Linked DNA regions of Gossypium hirsutum: region 2 is linked to region 1. A link is a contact called in public Hi-C data. All regions are on one chromosome and are shown on one strand. The core of a region is the stretch at or near the end of the contact, and the rest is flanking DNA. Distances in the headings are between cores, read along the strand shown.

Region 1 (6,144 bases), core at 3,044-5,543:
CTAAACGACATTTAAAAATAAAAAAAGAAACCCAATCAAATTTGGACACATATTCTATATTTTTAAAGAAAAATAAATTAATAAAAATGGTTTAAGGGAAAGGAAAAAAGGAAAAAAAGAAGCTAAAAAGCTTGAAATATTCGACAATAGTGGTTTCTAGAATTTTTAAGGTTTTGCGATGGACTATTCCTTTTAAGAATCAATGAAAATGCTCAGGCAAATATCCATTTACTCTCTCCTTAGCAGTATCAAGAGCTCTGCCTTCGTATTACAATTCGCTTTTAAGCGAAGCCACCAATAATAAGAACAAAATTGGAGAGAAGTTTAATTGATTAGGACCAGAGATTGGGTAAAACCAAAACCAATATGGTCGCGGTGGGAGAGGGGGAGGGAATAATCAGATTCTCCAGATTTATGGCTTCGCTCACAAGTCTTTGGCAAGTAGAAGCCACTTGAGGTGAAAGATGAGGTTGGACTGCTTCATCTAGCTTTTAAAACGATTAAGAAATGAGTTTGGATTTAAAACTTTTTATAGCTTATATAATTACTGTTTGGTATAGTAAGTAGGTAAAAATTCGATTGCTCTTGACACTCCATTGTTTAGAGCCATTAGCTGGATGAATAGTCTGGTTGAAATTTAAATTTGAATAAACCACAAAGTTAATTGTTGAATTTTAAAAATTACTATATGATCAATAATATCATTTATTTATTACGTTAAGAGTGCAGGACATGCTCACTTCTTCACTTATAAGGTTTTAATTTTGTCAAATTACACAGATAGTTCTTATATTTTTTTCAATTAATTCTTTTTTTTTCTTCAATTCTCTTCTCCCTTTCATAACTTTAGCACCTATTAATCTACCATGTGAGATTGTCATTACATAAGAAATCAATAACGTTAGTGATTATATAATATTTTTTAAAATTTTAGGGATCAACATGTAAATATAAATGATTAATTTTGTACTTCACCCTTTAAATTTTTATGGTTAATTGGCTGATTAATGTTTCAAAACGAAATAAAAAAAACATTGATTGCTTCCTGTATCATAATCAGCATCATATTATATATTATTTTTCTTTGTTTTGGAGGAAATTATGGTTAAGAAGAGGAAGAAAAGTGAAAAAGTGAAGGTATTAGTCCCAAGCAAAGAAGAAATACTGTTGTACGTACCACCTTTCCACTTGTAAGGTATAGTAGTATGATAATACAGTGGAGTGGGATTGGATTCAGCTTTGGGGCTGGATGGGCCTAAAACCTAACCCAATCGGATAAAAGGAAACTTGATCAGATATTTTCTTGTTGGCAAAGCTATACTTTAAAGAGTAGGAAATTAAACTTCGTCTGCATTTTGTTAATCTACCACTAGCCCATGTCCTCACTTGTTTACTTTGGGTCATCAACATACCATTAGTTCCAACATCAGTAACTGTGGCACCAAGTTTCATCCAGTTGCCTTTGAGAGTTCAATACAACATGAGCAAACCATGCACCACCACTTCAAACAACCAGATATCATTCCTCAATGACCTAAACAAAGGAACCCAACAACATCACTCCATTGATATGCAGCAAAAAAACAACAGCCAAGGTATACTTTTATTTCCAAAGACTAATAGTTGTACATATTCAAACATGGTCATACTATGGGTATTTGAGGTTCTATAGTGCTTAACACAGCAAAAAACTTAAGTTATAGCTATACCTGATTGCTACGTTTGTTTCTGGGAGAAGCAAAGACAAGGATGCATAATCGAATATATTACTTGGTTAGGCCAAAACAGAATAATTTAAAAGGTTGGTGCAGCTAAAAATTGCGAAAATAATCAGTTACCATCATAGCTTGTATGTGCAATAGTAATGTTAGCTTGAGTGAATGAGCTGCCTTCAGCAGCGGCAATGAAACTTCTCCCCCACAACAACACCCATTATTTGGCCACTACTTATCTCTTTATCAAGGATGAAGCCAAAAATTTATCTTTGGGGCAAAATTAAAAGGGTTAAAATATAATTTCATCTTGTTATTTTAAAATTTTAAAGGGTTTAAATTAAAAAATTTTCATTTTTGAGGGTTAATATATTTTTACTATCAAGTAAATTTTTAAGGGACTAAAATAATAATTTTTCATTTTAGGATGACTAGGACCCTGCGTATCCCTTAGCATTGTCCCTACTTTCTGTCAATGTATGATTGATTGCAAGTCATATTATCATATAAATTTTGAATATCATATCATCTTATAAAATATAATTAATATATGTATAAAAAATTTATATTTGATGCATTATCCCTGTATAAATTCATAATGTGTGAGTAAACTATATTAAAACACATCAATCATAAATTAATAAATTATTTTAGAAATAATAAAAAATAAATATGGTTTTTTTTTATTTCTTTTAATTAGTGACATCTTGAGAATGTATAAATTTACACACCCATCAAAATAAATCAATATGTGAAATTGTACATTTTAAAAATAAAACTATCATACATGATAAAATATGATTTCTTTTATTATTATAAAATAAAATTTATGTATATTTTTTAACTATTTTCTAAAATAATATTTATTTTTGAAACATAAGTTTTGTACAAATTTTACTCTTTAATTTTTTTCCTTTCAATTTTAAAAATATATTTCAAACTAATTTTAAATATTTTTATTTTTCTAAAATTACAAATTCAATTAATATAATATTCGTATAACTACAATCAACATAGATTAATACAACAAACAAACACAATTATACTTATAATCAATATATGAATTAAATAAAAATAAAATGTAGACTAAAAAATTGCACTAACTTAAAAGCTTGAATCTCAAAATTCCTGAGATGTGATACCACTAATTATACATTTATAAAATTTATGAGATGAAACTTTAATAAGTTGTGTGATGGTAACATGATGACCATGTTTATTATATGCGATTTGATGAAAGCCATCTTAACTACATTAATTAAAAATTTGTTAATTCCAGTATCATACAAAATCATAATTTAACTAACATCCATCCATTCATATTCAACCTTCACAAGTTTTACAGTAATAGAGTGAAGTTTAACCCAAATAAGATACCACATTACACGTTTTAAAAATAAAAATACATAATAATATATTTAACTTGTAATGTTTACTTCTTTTGTCATTTTGACCCTTGACCTTCAAATTTTATTCCAATTCTATTTTCTTAAATGTAAAAGTTGTCTGGACTATGAAAATTTTAACTGCACTGACATTGTCAATTGGCAATTCATATACTTTATAAAATTTCAAAAAATTAATAAAAATGATTAAAGATTTCAATTTTTTTTAAAGTCCATAAAAAATTCAAGCAAATTATCCATGTTAGCAATAAAGTACATGCAAACTATCACTTGCGCTGCCTTGCTAGTGTCATTAAAATTTTAATAGTTTAATAAAATTTTAACAATTAGACTAAATTTAGAAAATTAAGAACTAAAATGATAAAACAATAATTAAAACCAAAGTGACAAAAAATTAATTAAGACCAAAGTAAGAAAATAAATAAACTTTAGTACCTAAATTAACCATTTTTCCAATTAAAGATAATACCCTAAATGTTTCTCATAAAGTACCACTATCCATAATAAACAAATTCCCTTCTCTCCCCTTTAACTTTATCAGATCTAAAACGCACAAAAAGGAATTTGCAAAAATATATTAGGACATCAACAACTTATACAAAGCACTTCATTTCATCACCATCACCACCACCATCATCGTCATAATTAACAATAGTTTTATATCCTTATTTATTTCCACAGTTTATACTTTTAAATCCGTCAACTCTTCATATTTTAGGCCTATATTTTAACAAATCAGAAACCCTATATATAGTTGCACTATCTTCGTGAAAACACCTCCAACTCTACAAGAGATTATCATAAAAAAAATAGAAGAGAAGCTAGCTAGGTGTGGCTCCAAGAACCCAAGAACATCATGGTTCTTATGGGTTCATCAGTATAGTGGCTCCCATTTCGTCTCTCTATTTCTTTGGAAATAAGAACCCTATGCCCTCTTTGAACCCCTTTCTTAGCCATGGCATCCATGGCCGCCTCGCATGCTTGCTTCACCCTTTCCCTGATCATCATCCTCCCCTTTGATTCAGCCATCACTGAATTATTATTACTATTATTATCACCGGAGAGGCTTTGAGGCTTCATAATGTAATTAATGCCTTTAGGCTAAGATATTAGAAGTATAGACTGAACAAATGTGGGTTTATATAGAAAAAAAGAAAGGCAAAAAGATGCCATGGGTTGTGAGTGGTAGGACCATTTTGTCTTTCAACAAAGATAGGATTAGATTCCAACACGCTTCTGTCTCTAATGACAACTGGGTTCAATTTTAATGTATGGTTTGCTTTATTGAATGGCATTTGGTTATTGGTTGTAATCACAGTAATAAATTAAAACTTTAGGGATCTAATTAAATTTTTTAATAATTAATTAATTTTTTTAACATTTTAAAAACTTTTGTATGGCTTAATTAAAAGTTTTAGAGTTAAAAATTGTAAAAGAAATTAAAGGACTTAATTATAATTTTTTAGGACGCCTCTTACGTTGGTCCTTTACCATCCTAAAAAGTTTTAGGACGTCTCTACTTCAATTTGATATAATTTGATCCCTTAATCCAAATAATTAATTATTCTCATTAAAATATCAACGTACAAAAAATCATGTTCACATGTTTTTTTTTTAAGAATTAATTGGACTCATTTATTAATTTGAAAAGCATACAGAAAAAAACATTAAAGTAGTTGACACAAATATGTGGCTCTTAGGGAAGCCAAACAGTCCAGCCTAAAAAGATGGGTTTTCTCCCCCATTTTACAAAAGACATTTCGAAACCAAAAACCTGTAATAACCCAAATTTTCTCGGCCCAAATCAGAAATAAATAAATAAACAAAAATTATTAAAAGTCCATCAGTCCATATTACAAATCTAAAATACATCAAACCCACTAAGCCCCAATATCACAACCCAATTATTAACCCAACTACCCAATTACAGACCAAAATAGCTTAACCCAAACTCACTAAGACCCACTAACCTAACCCTGGCCCAATTAATTTACCCAAACACAAAATACCCAAAAATGAAACCAAACCTACACCCATTACACCGGTCCAAATAACTAAAGCTCAAATTAGTCCAAAGCTAAGAAAACAAGAAACCCTAGGGTTTTTGCAAACTCCAGCCGTCGCAACAGTAGCCTCCATGCACTGCGCCGAGCCATGCCACGTCACCGTACGGCCTCGCACCTACAACAACCTGCAGCAAACGCAACAAACGCAACAAAGGCAGCAACAGCAGCAGAATACACGGGAATAGCAGAGAAAAATAGCCAAAATTTTTAAAAAATTTCCTGTAAATTTCTATTTTATTTTCGGCTATATAAAGTCGTTTTCGAATTTGTAAAAGGATCTTCTTTTCCTTTTTTACGTATACAAAATACAAAAAGTTTGAAATACAGAAAGGTGATTCAGTTCTTTCATTTTCTAGTCTTCTTTTAGTTTTTTTCTTCTCAACGCTTATTTGATTCGTGATTTGTAAAGGAAACAATAGGAAGAAATTAAAAGGGGGAAAATACCTCGTCGTCGAATCCCTGTTCTCTCTGTCGCCGTCGGAGCTTGAGCAGGGGTTTAGAGATCCCTTTTGAAGGATCGATGAGCAGAGCGGCGCAAAAAAAAGGGGCGACTTTGGGGGCTGGTGTTTAAGCTGGCCTAGGGTTCTAATTTGAGGGTTAAGAAAGGATTTTTATAGTGCATAAAACGACACTGTTTAGGGCCTGTTTCAGTGGTATTAAAACGGTGCCGTATTAACCATCCAACTTCAATAACCGGCGCGGTGGTTCGACCCGGGGAGGATCCGCGCATTTTTTGTTGTGTGGTCTATTTGCACCTTCGATCCCTCCTTTTTACTCCATCCTTTTAATTTCATTTTTTGTTTTTTTTTGTAAATTTCCCGCATGAATTTTGAATTTGTTTCAATTCAGTCCGGGTCTAAATGCCGCATTTTGAAGGAAGGGAGTATTTCCCGCTTGGTCCCCCAAGTAATTCACGCATTATATTTTGGCCCTCTGTTTTGTTTTATTCACATTTTTCCC
Region 2 (5,926 bases), core at 1,252-3,751, 50 kb before region 1:
CTAATAATGAATTTGGGTAATTAACAAGACGCCAACCTTGTTTCGCTAATAGTACAATATTAAATTTCGCAAAATTCCGGAAACCAAGGCCACCTTCCTCTTTTAATAAGCATAGATTCTCCCATGTGCACCAATGAATACTCTTTTTAGTCCCTCTCTTCCGCCACCAGAAATTAGCAACTATTCTTTCCAATTCTGTGCAAAGGGTCTTAGGGAGAAGAAAACAAGACATCGAATAAGTTGGGATAGCTTGTAGGACCGCTTTAATAAAAACTTCTTTTCCCCCTTAGGAAAGAAACCTAGTACTCTAGTTATCAATTCTTTGTTTGAGTCTGTCCTTCAAACTTTGAAAAGATGATTTCTTTCTCTTCCCTACCATACTAGGCAGCCCTAGATATCGTTCTATATCAATTGCTCTTCTGACTCGAAGAATCGTTGATACATCACCCCTTACCCCCTCTTCTGTATTTGAACTAAAAAAAACAGCCGATTTTTCATAATTCACACATTGCCCTGAGTTCAATTCATATTGCTGTAGTATCCATTTTAAAGATTGTGCACCCTTTTCTGTAGCTTCTACAAATAAAATACAATCATCTGCAAAGAGTAAATGGGAGATAGCTGGTCCTCTTCGGCTTACTTTAACTCCTTTAAGAATATTCTCTTCTTTTGCAAGCCTCATTAGACTCGATAATCCTTCTGCACAAAAAAGAAATAAGAATGGACTTAGAGGATCTCCTTGTCGTAGGCCTCTTGATGGAATAATCTTTTGCCCCTATGTTTCCATTGACAATCACCTCATATGAGACCGATGATACACAATTTAAAACTGAATCCACCCATTATGGATCAAAACCCATCTTTTTCATTACCCCTTCCACAAAACCCCATTCAACCCTGTCATATGCCTTACTCATGTCCAGTTTGACATCCATGAAACCTTTTTTCCCCACCCTCTTGAGTTTTAGAGTGTGTAGAATTTCATAAGCAAGAAGAAAATTATCGGAAATCAGTCTCCCTAGAACAAAAGCACTTTGTGCTAAATCAATACATTTATGGATCACTCCCCAAAGTCTTCTAGCAATGACTTTAGCTATCAGTTTGCAGATCACATTACATAAGCTAATTGGTCTAAATTGAGTAATCCTTGAGGGATTAAAGATTTTTTGGATAACCACAATGTTTGTCCTATTAATTGAATGTAAATCCATACCTTCGTTTAACCTCTGGAGACAAAATTTAGATACATTCTCTCCCATAATTGACCAACACTTCTGCTAAATAAGGCTGGAAAACCATCCTCTTCTGGAGCTTTTGAAGGACCCATTTCTGAAAGAGCTTCTAGTATCTCCTCCTTCGTGTATCTTGCCTTTAAAATATTAGTCTTCCTTTAAAATACATCTTTCAATTCCTGTCAGAATCCTCTTAAAATTTCTTTGTCCTCCTGATGTAAATAATTTTTGAAAATATATTCTAGCGATTTCCTCCATTTCCGTACACTCCTCTGTCTCCCTTCCGTCTTCGAGCTGCAACCTATGGATTTGATTTTGTTTTCTTCTTTGTGACGCTTGCTTGTGAAAAAAAGCTGTATTTCTATCACCAAGTTTCAACCAATTAATTCGGGCCCTCTGCTCCCAGAACTTTCCTCCTTTTTGATCTCAAAATTCAGGTGGATTTTTGTATTAATAATCTCTATTAGATTCTCATCACTTCTATTAGATTCAAGTAATGTTGCCAGTTTTGAAGTCAAAACCTTTGTTTTCATCTTTCTATTCTGCTGAATCTTAGCTCCCCACCTCTACAAACCTCTTTTCAAGTTTTCCAGCTTGTTTACAAAATCTCCTGTAGAGTTTTCCCAAATTTGTTTAGTTTCACTCAAAAATGTTTCTTCCAATACCCACCACGCTTGAAACTTGAAATTTCTTTTTGCCAACCTTTCAATTCTACAAACCGTATCCAAAAGAAGTGGACAATGGTCAGAGAATAAATGTGAGAGGTGTCGAATCATAGCATTTGGGAATAAAGCGCTCCATTGCTCCGTTGTAACTCCTCTATCAAGTCTTTCCTGGATATTTGTTTCAAATAAATTCCCTTTCTCCCACGTGAACCACCTACCTGAATATCCCAAATCAACCAGGTTGCAATCTTCTAAAGCCTGACGAAAAGCTTCCATTCTTCTTTCCTCCCTTGGTAATCTACCTTTTTTCTCGAAACCATATAAGATTTCGTTAAAATCCCCACAAACCATCCATGGGTATTCTCCATAAATCCGTAATCATCGCAACAGATTCCATGCTTCATCTCTGTCAAGTGAGTAAGGAGAACCATAGAAACCTGTAAATCTCCATATTCTATTATCTTCTCTGTCCCCAATAACCACATCAATATGTCGATTTGAAAAACTTTGGAGCTTAATGTTAACACCTTCTCGCCATGCTAGACTTAACCCCTCTAGAACCAATCGAGTCCACATCAATTCCACACTGGAACCCACAACTTTTTCGTATTTTTCCATTAAGAAGATCATTTGGGGATACTGTTGCTTCAGCGAATGCCGAAGTCGTCGAACTGTCCGAGGATTCCCCAAACCTTAGACGTTCCAGCTTAAGATTTTCATTGCAACCGGTCGGCTTGCCTCTTGGCAGCCGCCGATATCAAATGGTTGACTTTCGTCTTTCTCCTGTTTCTCCCTCCCATCTCATTACTTTCTTCAATATCCCCTCTTATTCTCTTTTTCCCCTCCTCTCCTACAACCACCTCATTCTCCAAATCATGCTCCATCGCCACTTGATTATTATCAATTAACTTTCTTGTTCTCTCTCTACCAAGGGAGATCCCATTACCTTCCAGGTTAAAACCTAACATAGGATCAGGAATACTCTCAAATTGTCTTACCTTCCTCCCCTCTATATTTCCCCTGAATTCATCTCAGTTATTTCTGTCTACAAATCCTCCCTCCTCCCTTAACCAGGCACTACTCATTGCTTGGGCTCTTATTGACTGTGCACGCAAAGACAGATCCCAGCTCATCTCATCAATTTCAACCCCAGCCTCCATCTTTGCTTCACAAAAGGATTCATTATGACCTAGATGGCCACAATAGAAGCAAAAGAGAGTTAATCTTTCATACTTAAATCTAACATAAGAGCATATATTCTTAAACATAACTTGTTTTTTCCTTTTGAGATGACGAAGAAATATCAATTTGAACTCTGATCAGCATAAAATTCATATTTTCTTTCCCCAAACTAGAGCTATCATACTCTTGAAAAATTCCAATGAAGTTCCCTAATTGTCTGGCCAGATTTTCAGAATAAAAGCCAAAGGGTACATCATGGATTTGTACCCAGAAAGGTGACAAAATTAGTGGAACTTTTAGCGGATCCTCTCCCCATTGCAACTTGTGCAGAACCAATAGATGATTATTAAATGTCCAAGGGGACCCTTTTTAACTCTTTCCATATCCACAATATGAAAAAATTTAAATATATACCTCTTTTCCCCCAGATCTCTGATTTGAACACCCTTAACCGGATGCCATAGATTAGCCATTGTACTTTTCATTGCTGGATAATGGATAATACTGGTTGTAAGAAAACATCCAACCAGAACTTAGAACTTCTTCTTCACTTACCGATTCTGTATCACCTTGTGCTTGCAGGATTTCTTCATCTTCATCTTCAAGGGATAGACCAGCAAATTCTGATTCCATGGGCGTAACACGAGAAAACCGAACGAAGAGAATTATTCAAAACACTGGAGATGTAAGCCGTCAGGCCAAGAAAAACTTTTGAGAACCTAAACTTGCCAGAGAGGCAGACAGAGACGTGCTAGGGTAGCAGACTCTTAACAATGGAATTTTACCTATACACAAGAGTATATTAATTAATTATTATTAGATATTATTTTAAATTAATCATCATTTAATTAATTTTACAGATATATCTATAATCTATAATCTATTTATAAAATATATAAAAGTATGAGTTTGGAAAAACTTGTGAACAAACGAGAATACCCTTTATTTTTTATGATATTACTAAATTAATTTTAAAAATAATTATAATTTAATTTAGACTTATTAGTTTTTTTTCTAATTTCAAAATAGACTTAAATTTTTATTAATTTTAATTTTTTTTAAAATTGTGCAAATCTTCTTGAAGTAAAATAGTGTTATTACTCGAATAGAACTCTAAGCATCTTAATTATCACTTAATTAATATTAGAGTTGTATAGAAATTAAAATTTAAGTTTAACTTTATAAATAGCATCCAACAATTACTCATATTCAATCAAGCAACATCTAAAAAATTTATCGGTAAGAAATGGAGATTGTTAGCATTGATGAGAAAGAATTGAAGCATTAAAACAATTATTCCTAGAAGATTAAATCTTATTTGATCAACAATGACACTGAAGAGTGAATGAAGATTATTTTAATTGATGATGAAATAATATAATATTATGACATTTTTAAAAATATTACACTGTGTGAAGCATGCACTCTTAAAATCATTTTTTTATCTATTCATTAATTGTTTGGTGCAAGTAAAAAATGTTTTATGAGTGCTTTGAAAAGAAAGTCGTATTTCAACAATTATTTTTTAATCACTATTACTAAACATGTTTATTAATTTAACGTAATATATTTCATATATATCATGAACTATTATTATGATTGTTGTATCTCTTTTTGGAAATCAAGAGAAATTATGATTATCACTAATAGGTAAAAAATAATTTAAAATATACTATTTGAAAACTAACTAAAAATTAAACACGTAAAATCACGTACAATGCATGTGACGTTAGAAGCTAATATATATAAAAGCACAAGTTTAGAAAACTTTTAAACTAACGAGAACACCCTTTATTTTCCATCATATTACTAAATTCATATTTAAAATAATGATAATTTAATAGAAGTTGTGATAATTACACATTTAAAAATAATTATAATTATAATTATAATTATTAGCTAAAAAAGTTAAAATAGAGTTATTACTTTAATAGAATTCTAATCATAAAATATAGGGTTATTAGTTAAAAAATTGACATAATTATCACTTAATCAATATTTAGAGTTAATTCTATTAATTTGTTATTATTTTGAATAATATTAATTTGCATTAATTACATAAAGTGAAACTATATTGCATATTCATTTCTTAATGTAGGAAAATATTTTGATTTTTTTTACTGATGTGACACTATCACGTTACCCACTATCACTGACATGAAGTACAACATCAACATCGTTAACAACCACGTCGGCACTACAACATTCAAAGATGGTCAAAGGGGCTTAATTGATGCAATTTGAGAGTTTAAGGACTTAATTGAATGAGTTTTTTTACGGAGAAATTTAATTGGTTTTTCGTCAAAATTTAAGGGTTTATATACCCATTTAGCTTATATTTAATTATATTCAATAATTCAAATACTAAACGTGTAACATAACATGAAATGCATGTAACATTAAAAATAAAATTTTAAAAATATATATTAGATAATTTTGTTTATTAACTTTATTATGAGATGAGTGGAATGAGCAAGGGTGATGACAATGGTACCCTAAAAAGGTATGGCCCAAAAACAGAAAGTGATGATCATGCATGGGTTTACGAGGATCTAATTGAACATCTACGAAAGGAATAAAATCATGTGATTGTGAAGTAATAGCGCATTTATTGTTAGTGGAAAAGCATGTTATGTCCATATTTCCAAAAGTAGGACAACAATCAATGGTCAATCAAACAGCAAATCATCCGACAAGGATTATTTGCTTTGAGTAATTTTATATTATATCCATTCCATTCGGTGGATTGAATTCTTTTTCTTTTTCATTTTTTCTTTTATGTTTTTTATATTGGGCAAATAACCAAAAAAGGTCGGTTTTTTTCAAAATTTACCGAAATGGGCCAGT

Evidence for each region. A called contact is a pair of places that touch in the nucleus more often than the background predicts.
Region 2: a contact with region 1 is called in a Hi-C map of leaf, with 1.8 times the contacts expected there. The contact joins two enhancer-like sites. A contact is called at or near these places in 7 of 34 Hi-C or Micro-C datasets (anther, leaf and petal).

Annotation. Positions count from the first base shown.
Region 1 is chrD08:12,495,275-12,501,418 of Gossypium_hirsutum_v2.1, reverse strand. No RefSeq gene overlaps it. Among protein-coding and RNA genes, the nearest start is that of LOC107913508, 20 kb to the right of the region's middle. Within about 2 kb of position 4,293, at least 7 of the 9 cell types and tissues checked have an H3K27ac peak or open chromatin away from gene starts, as enhancers often do. A contact at or near this core is called in leaf, where this site is marked.
Region 2 is chrD08:12,543,801-12,549,726 of Gossypium_hirsutum_v2.1, reverse strand. LOC107913519 (a long non-coding RNA gene) reads left to right here. Exons shown (of 5, transcript XR_001688547.2): 5 at 3,662-3,916. Among protein-coding and RNA genes, the nearest start is that of LOC107913519, 4.6 kb to the left of the region's middle. Within about 2 kb of position 2,501, at least 9 of the 9 cell types and tissues checked have an H3K27ac peak or open chromatin away from gene starts, as enhancers often do. A contact at or near this core is called in leaf, where this site is marked.